Linked DNA regions of Oryctolagus cuniculus: region 1 is linked to region 2. The links are chromatin contacts, called in public Micro-C maps. All regions are on one chromosome and are shown on one strand. Each heading gives the region's core, a stretch centred on a gene start, on an enhancer-like site or on the middle of the called end of the contact. The rest is flanking DNA. Distances are from core to core; before and after follow the strand shown. Region 1 holds the start of VPS45 (vacuolar protein sorting 45 homolog). Region 2 holds the start of PRPF3 (pre-mRNA processing factor 3).

Region 1 (3,696 bases), core at 1,196-3,695, 240 kb after region 2:
CGTGCCCACTGTGTGGCAGGCATTGGGGCATGAAAGTGAGCAATAAACAGATTCCATCTCTCTCCTGGAGCTTACTACTGGTAGAGAGGACAGGTACTAATCACACAAACCGTATCAATCTTCTACCACGACAAGCATTAGGGAAAAGACGAACCACATAAATTTTCAAGCATTAGGAAAAAGAAGGTATTGTAAGTGCTTCTAAAAGGAGAGGCCAGGGAATACGGTTCAGAAACCAAAGACATCCCAGAGGAATACAAAAGGGAAAGAGTGGACTAAAGTATTGGTGCAGCTGAAGTACAGAGTGCAGAGCAGGACATGGTTTGAAACGGGGCTGGAGAATTGACAGCCTGCATGACACTGGGCCTTGCAGGTTAGAAGGCATGTTGTCTTTATCATACAGGTAATGAGAAGTCTTTCAAAGATTTCAAGTGTGGTAATATCACCAGATTTGCATTTTGGAAAGCACAGAATGTTCAAGCATGATAATAAAAGTGCTTTGGAGCTGGAGAACAAGAATATGAAGCAAGAACATTTACAAACCAAGATTGACATAAGAGAGGATCTTAAAAGTAGGTGACACTCAAGCTGGATATAAAAGGTGATGAACAAAAATTGTGAATAGGTAGAGAACCTTTAATTAGGGGGAGAAAACAAGCGATAGGGGGCAGGAATGGACATGAATATGGGGATTATAAAGTTGCCGAGCTGGCAACAGTGGAGGGACAGAGCTGGGACATGGGAAGGCTGGATACATGGGGGCAGACCAAGCCAGCTAAAGGATGATTCTGATTGCTGGGCTACTAAATAGAGCCTTTTTTTTTTTTTTTACAGATAGTTAGAAAGATCTTCCTTCCTCTCCTTCACTCCCCAAATGGCCGCTACGGCTGGAACTACACCAATCCGAAGCCAGGAGCCAGGTGCTTCCTCCTTGTCTCCCATGTGGGTGCAGGTCCCAAACACTTGGGCCATCCTCCACTGCTTTCCCGGGCCACAGCAGAGAGCTGGAGTGGAAGAGGAGCAACAGGGACTAGAACCCGGCGCCCATATGGGATGCTGGCGCGCAAGCGGAGGATTAACCAAGTGAGCCATGGCGCCGGCCCCTAAACAGAGCTTTAATCATTTAAGTTAAAAATGAGCCACTACGGATTCCTGGGCACAGATGTGAATAAATGGTGAAGTTCCAATACTGTGATGGCTGTACGTAAGATAAGGTGGGAATAACGTTCAGTGACAGGCATAAAGTGATGTGCTTGTCAGAGTAGGTAGTGGTGTTGGGAGTAGCTGTGAACCCAAAAGACATCCTGAAGAAAGAACTGGCTGACAGGGGTAAAATGAGACACGGAAAAGAAAAGAATAAAGGTTAAAACTGATAATTATGATGCCACAAATGATGATCAGACACATTTATTTGGCCTTTTAGTGCTTTCAGATCCGAGTGTCCTGCATGTGCCTGGGCAGATGGCAGTTCAGTATATGTAGTACCTTTGTAGGTCGAAGAAAACAAATCGCCTTCAAGTGCTTCATGATCTCTCGATTCTGAGAATCAATGCGTTCAAAGAGGTACACTTCCTTCTGAAGAATCTCGGACTGAGTGTATACCATACTCACTATACCAGTCTGTGAAGAAAATGAATGAAGATTACGCCAGTCCAGAATACTAAAAACAAACGGCCATCGCGAAGCCTTTTCATTAATACCAGCTGGCTAAATGAAACTCTAAAACACGAAATAACCTTTACTGTACCTGCAAAACAGGAAGTAATGTATCAAAGTAAAAAAAAAAAAAAAGGGCGCTCTGTGAATATGAGCAATTCGTAAATTTCTCAAAATAAATTCTCCATCACCTGAAAGAGCTGTTTCTTTCCACAGTGTGTGACCAACAAATAACCTGTCACGTCAGCTTGAGCCCTGGCAGCTTCACTTTAATAACACAACACTGAGCTGAAGGAACGCGACCACCCCGCAGTCTGCCAAGGGCTGTCTCGCCTAGTAATGATTTCTTAGCAGAGACATTGTGCTGCGCCCAAGAAGTCGTCTCCGGGGAGTGGTGAGCGCCATGGAGACTGAAAACTCACCGGGCAAGCTTTATACAACTTTTCAGTCCCACACAAAGCTGACCTGCGTTTGCAAACCTTTAATGGACTAGTACATGCTACAGTGGCATGGACCAGCCACTGTAAGGGAGGCAGGGAGGGAGGCTTCCCGCACGAACCCGGAGCAAAAGCAAACTCACCGTCTCTTTATCCATGAGGAGCACTTTCATCCCGGGCCCGCTGTCCTCGATCATTTTGGAAATGTACTGCTTCACCGCAAAAACCACGTTCATGGTGGCGAGTGACAGGTGCCCTCGAGCCCTTCCCGCCCCCTTTTTCTTGCTAACTTAACCCCTGGCCTGTTGGCTGGGTCTCAGCCGCTTCCTCCCGGCCGCGCTCCGGCTTCCGGCACTCCGGGCAGCGTCGGTGCCGGGAGTTGTAGTTCCGCCGCGGAGTCCGGCGTGAGCGGGAGACCCGGCCTCGCCGCGGGTTGGAGAAGTCGGCCGCCGGGACTGGCCGTGCGCCGCGGCGGGCGTGGCCGTGCGCCCATCGCCGCCGGGACGTCCGAGGCCTGCGCTCAGCCTTCTCCCAGCCTTTGGTCTCGGCGGCCTGGCGGCGGCCAGAAACCCTCCGTGCTGGCCTGGGGCAGGGACGACGGCGCGTGGCCGTGGTCACACTCTTTGCTCCCCTTTACTTTGGTCGGGCGTGGGGTGGGAAAGGCCAGTGAGGGATGAAGGGCAGGAAAGGTGGCGAAATGCTCCTGGCCGCTCGGGACCGCTTTGATACATCGCACGCAGTATTTGCCTCATCTTCTTCGGCTTCATGGGATCTTTAAGGCGGAGACAGCTCCCCTGTGTTGGGGCGCCAGCGCCCTCCGGGCCAGACTGTGGGGCACCCGCGGCACTGACGCTGCAGGCAGGAGCCCGCTGTACGGATCCCATGCAATTAAAACAAACTAGCCTGGAGATTTTAAGGGAGACCCACACATTTCTGTTATAGAAACTTGACAAAAATCTAGCAACAAAAGTAATCTTGAGATCACCAGTTTCAGAATGACGGCATTTGTGCTTGCAACACACAGGTCTCCATGATGTCATTTCTTCACACTTTTATTTTGGGGGGTTGTAAAATCAAGAAGATAACAAAGAACAATTCTAGAGATCAGTGACTCTAAGAGCCTGCAAGTATTTCCACCAAAATAGTGAACATCGTTTGTGGGATCAGCTTAATCGGTAGGTTCAGCTTTATCCAATAAATTATTATATTTTAAGTCATGTACAGTCAAAACAGCACCTTTATCTTAATCTGGCAAAAATACACAACATTATATGCAGCTCCCAGGTCCTTTTGAAGCCATTTGAAATACCAGAGATTTTTGTCACCTCTGAAATCGCAAAGAATGTGATTTTTTTTGTCCTTTTCAGTTTGTCTAACACTTACTTTTGAAGAAAAATTATACCTTAAAGTGAAAAGTGTATCTTTGAGTGCATACAAACAAGAAAACTTTGTTATTTGAAAATTCTAATCAATGTAAAGCATTCATGTTATAGAAAACATTGAAACAATGCTAATAGAGAAAGTCATATGCAAATCCTGTAAAATACCAAGATTTGAAAATTCACCTCCAGTCTCACATGTCACTTGATTTTTGTTTTCCTTA
Region 2 (3,759 bases), core at 1,136-3,635:
AGAAACAAACTCTAAAAATTACTTCTAGCTTCCTTTTGAGCAAATCAATAAAGACTGGCATATAACATTAAAACAAGACTAGGGTAGGGGCAGGAGTTTGGTGTGGTGGCTTGGGACACCCATGTGTTCGTCAAGTCCCAGCTCTACTTCCAATCCCAGGGGATGATGGCTCAAGGATTTGGGTCCCTGTCATCCACATGAGACCTCAATTGAGTTTTAGGCTCCTGGCTTTGGCCTGGCCCAGCCCCAGCTACAGTGGGCATTTTGGAAATGAACTAGCAAATGGACGATCTCTGTCTCTATGGTTTTTTTTCTGCCTTTCAAATAAAAATAAATAAATGAATTTAAAACAAGACTAAAGGGCAGGTGTTTGCTGTAGTAGGTAAGACCCTGCTTGCAGGGCAGGTATTGTGTGCTACAGCAGGTTAAGTCACTGCTTGAGACATCTGCATCCTGTATCAGAGCACCAGTTTGAGTCCCAAATACTCCCCTTCCAATAACAGCCCTTTGCAACATGCCTGGAAAGCAGCAGATGATGGCTCAAGTGCTTGAGTTCTTGCCACCCACATGAGAGACCTGGATGAAGTTCTTGGCTCCTGGATTCAGTGGTGGCCCAGCCCCAGCCCCTGCTTTTGTGACATTTAGGGAGTGAACGAGTGGATTCAGAAGATCTTTCTGTCAGTCTGCCTTTCAAATAAATAAATGAATCTCTAAAGAAAGAAAGAAAAAGACAAGACCAGCTTGGAATGCCTGGGTTTGAGTCCTGGCTCCACTCTTCATTCCAGCTTCCTGATAACTGCACATTTTGGTAGGTTGCAGGTGATGGCTTGAGTACTTGGACCCCTACCATGCACTTGAGTCCATTCTCCAAATGCCCACAATAGTCAGGACTGGACCACACCAAAGCCAGGGGCCAGGAGCTCTATCCAAGGTGCCCACACGGGTCTCAAAGACCCAAGTACTTGAGCCATCATCTACTGCCTCCCAAGATACGCAACAGCAAGGTGGACTGGAAGCAGGGGCGAGACTCAAACACAGGCACTCCAGTATGGCACACACATGTCTCAAGCGGCAGCTTAAGCTACTGCAGGACAGCACAGTGCAAATTCTCCATTGCATTCTACAGGATCTCTGTGAGAAGTCGTGATGAAAGTACTCTCTCAGCTTGGGAAAAAAAAATGCCCTCACTTTAGATGTTCTCTTCTCAATCCCTTTTTACCTGTACCCTACTTTTTAATTCATCACAGAAAATAGTATTATAAAGGACTCTCCCACACAAATCTTTGTATTCAATGCAAGTTAGTATAAAATGTCACCATTAATCATGTCTATATTTTAATCTAATCCCTAACTCTCCAAATTCCTCAGGAGCACAAAGATTTTATTTCTAATGTTCTTCACAGTGCCTAACAGATGGTCAATAAATGGTACAGACCCCTACTCCCAAGCTAATCCCATCATTCACAAGCCCTTGGGCAAATTAATTCCCATAAGCCCCTGTTTACTCAAATACTAAGTGTCAAGCAATGTAGAAGGTGCTGATACAAACAGCAGAGAACAAAATACAATCACCCTGGCTGTAACAAGGGCCTACATTCCACGAAAACTCCATCACAGGCCAGAAAGAGTAAGCAATTTGAAAACCAAAGCAATAAACGGAAGAATCTTTATTTTCAGATGAAATGTGTGCCCAAGCGCTGTACTAACAAAAGTGTATTCAAGTTCAACCTAATTCCCTCTGAGATGTTAAAAAAAAAAAAAAAGTTTCCAACAGCAGCCTTTGCTACTGACCCAATGCTCCATAATAACGGCTGGTGGGAGTGGGGGCGGGGAGAGCTGGCGTGCAGAAAGGGAGGCAGGCAGAATGACTGCTCAATGAGCAGGCAGCAGAATCCAATCTTCTTAAAGGATTCCCTACTCTACGCTCTCCTTTGCTGCAACCCGAGTGCTCCCAGGAGCCCCCCTCCTCCTGTTTTTACTCTCGCTCTCTCTCTCACCGGCCTCCTCCCTCACCTTGTTCTGTCCAAACTCCTCACCCCAGAGCTGCTCTCCCCAGCCTGTCCCCGTCCCGCCCCCGCCCTTTTCCTCTCAACAATCTCATTCCAATCCGTTCTCTCCCGAACCGTGTGCTTCTCTCAGCATCCTTCCCGCTGGACCCTTCACCCTGTTCCTCCCCTCGGACTCAGCCCCGGCCCCAGCCGCTCCGACGGGAAGACACCCTCCCCGGGCCCGGGGCCACTACTCACCTCACAAACTTCAGCCCCTGAGACGGAGCCCGAACGTTACACCGGAACCGGAAACCTTCTGACCGCCCTACGGCCTGCCGTCGCTACCGCCACGGCCGCCGCCACGCTGCGGTCCCCTGACACGTGACCAGGGAGGGGGCGGGCCGTCGATTTGCGCAGCCGCAGTTGCCGCTCTGGCGACAGCGGAGCGCATGCGTGGCACAGCCCTAAGGTTTCCCCGTCCAAGTTGCTGCTGGCCTTCGGTTTCTACAGGGAAAAAAGATTACGAAGTTGGCGTAACTTTAGGTGGTTTTCAGTTTAAAAAAAAACGCAAACAAAACAATTTTTAGTTTTCTTCGTGTGGCGGATAAACGCTCTAAAGTTACAGGACTAAAAGGAGGACTTGTTTGTGCGTGCTGAAACGTGGCCTTTCTGGTAGAAAGTAAACCCTCTCGGAGTCCTGATCATCAGCTTTAGTCGCCCCCCAGCCTTTTCTAAGTTAACAGTGGGACCGGAGGTCATTCAGGAACAAGACAAGGGTAGGAAGACTCAAGCAAGTAGCTTCTAATACCTTTTTATTGTTAGATTCATTCATTGACGGAACAAATCTTTATCAACTGCCTACTAATGTGTGCTGGCCACTTGAGAGTATTGCTTTAGTGATTGTCGCGAATGCCTGCTGTCACGCAGCTCGACAGGGCTTAAGGGCGAGGTGTCGGAGCACAGGGAGGAAGGAACACATGGACACAAGATTGTCTTTCCAATGAAAGGTTTTTATTGCCCACACAATTTCACACTAGGGCTTGACCACTCTGCATACCAATCTACATTGTTATATTCAGTACTCCACAGATCATAACACACACCTAGCAGTCTCAAAGGCAATCCAACTATAATAATATAAGCACATAACATTATTCTTAATCACAGGGTCAAGGCACATGCCTTCATATTACACACGGCTAATATCATTATAAGTGCTGCGTCCTCAAGGGTCGTATCACGGTCACCAAAAGTCAAAGTCCAAAGTCCAGAGTTCAAAGTCTTCGTTACCACTCGGAGAGATGGATCTCAGGACAGTCAGTTACAGGCAGGAAGTTTGGGGATGGCTGTCACTCTGGGCAGTAGGTTCAGAGGGCAAGGCAAGGAGTTGGAGAGGTCCCCTGCTGAGAGGTCTGGTGTTGGTCTGGCAGCAGCCAATAACGGGTCCGGGTGAGGCGGCCAGGCAGCGGCTCCGCTGGAGTTTGGTCCCGTAATCGCCTTGCGTCACTTAGCAAGGGTGCTAGCAAGCTGGCTCTTCAGCTCCAGATGTGTGGAGATCCAGAGGTTCACACACATCGGGCCATGATCCTCGAGAGCGGTGGAAAAGGCTCTCCTTTATCCTTGCCACTCTGAAGGGGGAGTCTCCAGTAGGGGTCCGGGTGTCACCAATCAGTTGTGCTCCCTCTTGGAGTTTCCCGGGGTGCCACCCATCCGTTGTTTGGGACAGGGCGTATCTGGAGTATTCCTTGGGTGCGGTCACTCACAATGTGAG

Evidence for each region. A called contact is a pair of places that touch in the nucleus more often than the background predicts.
Region 1: a Micro-C map of ear pinna shows a contact between it and region 2, with 3 times the contacts expected there. The contact joins the promoter of VPS45 here to the promoter of PRPF3 in region 2. A contact is called at or near these places in 4 of 6 Hi-C or Micro-C datasets (ear pinna, embryonic fibroblasts, skin fibroblasts and 1 more).

Annotation. Positions count from the first base shown.
Region 1 is chr7:47,891,875-47,895,570 of mOryCun1.1, forward strand. It overlaps VPS45 (vacuolar protein sorting 45 homolog), which reads right to left and starts at 2,446. Exons shown (of 15, transcript XM_051858711.2): 1 at 2,237-2,446; 2 at 1,486-1,620. The coding sequence starts at 2,329.
Region 2 is chr7:47,655,059-47,658,817 of mOryCun1.1, forward strand. PRPF3 (pre-mRNA processing factor 3) reads right to left here and starts at 2,386. Exons shown (of 16, transcript XM_051857310.2): 1 at 2,247-2,386.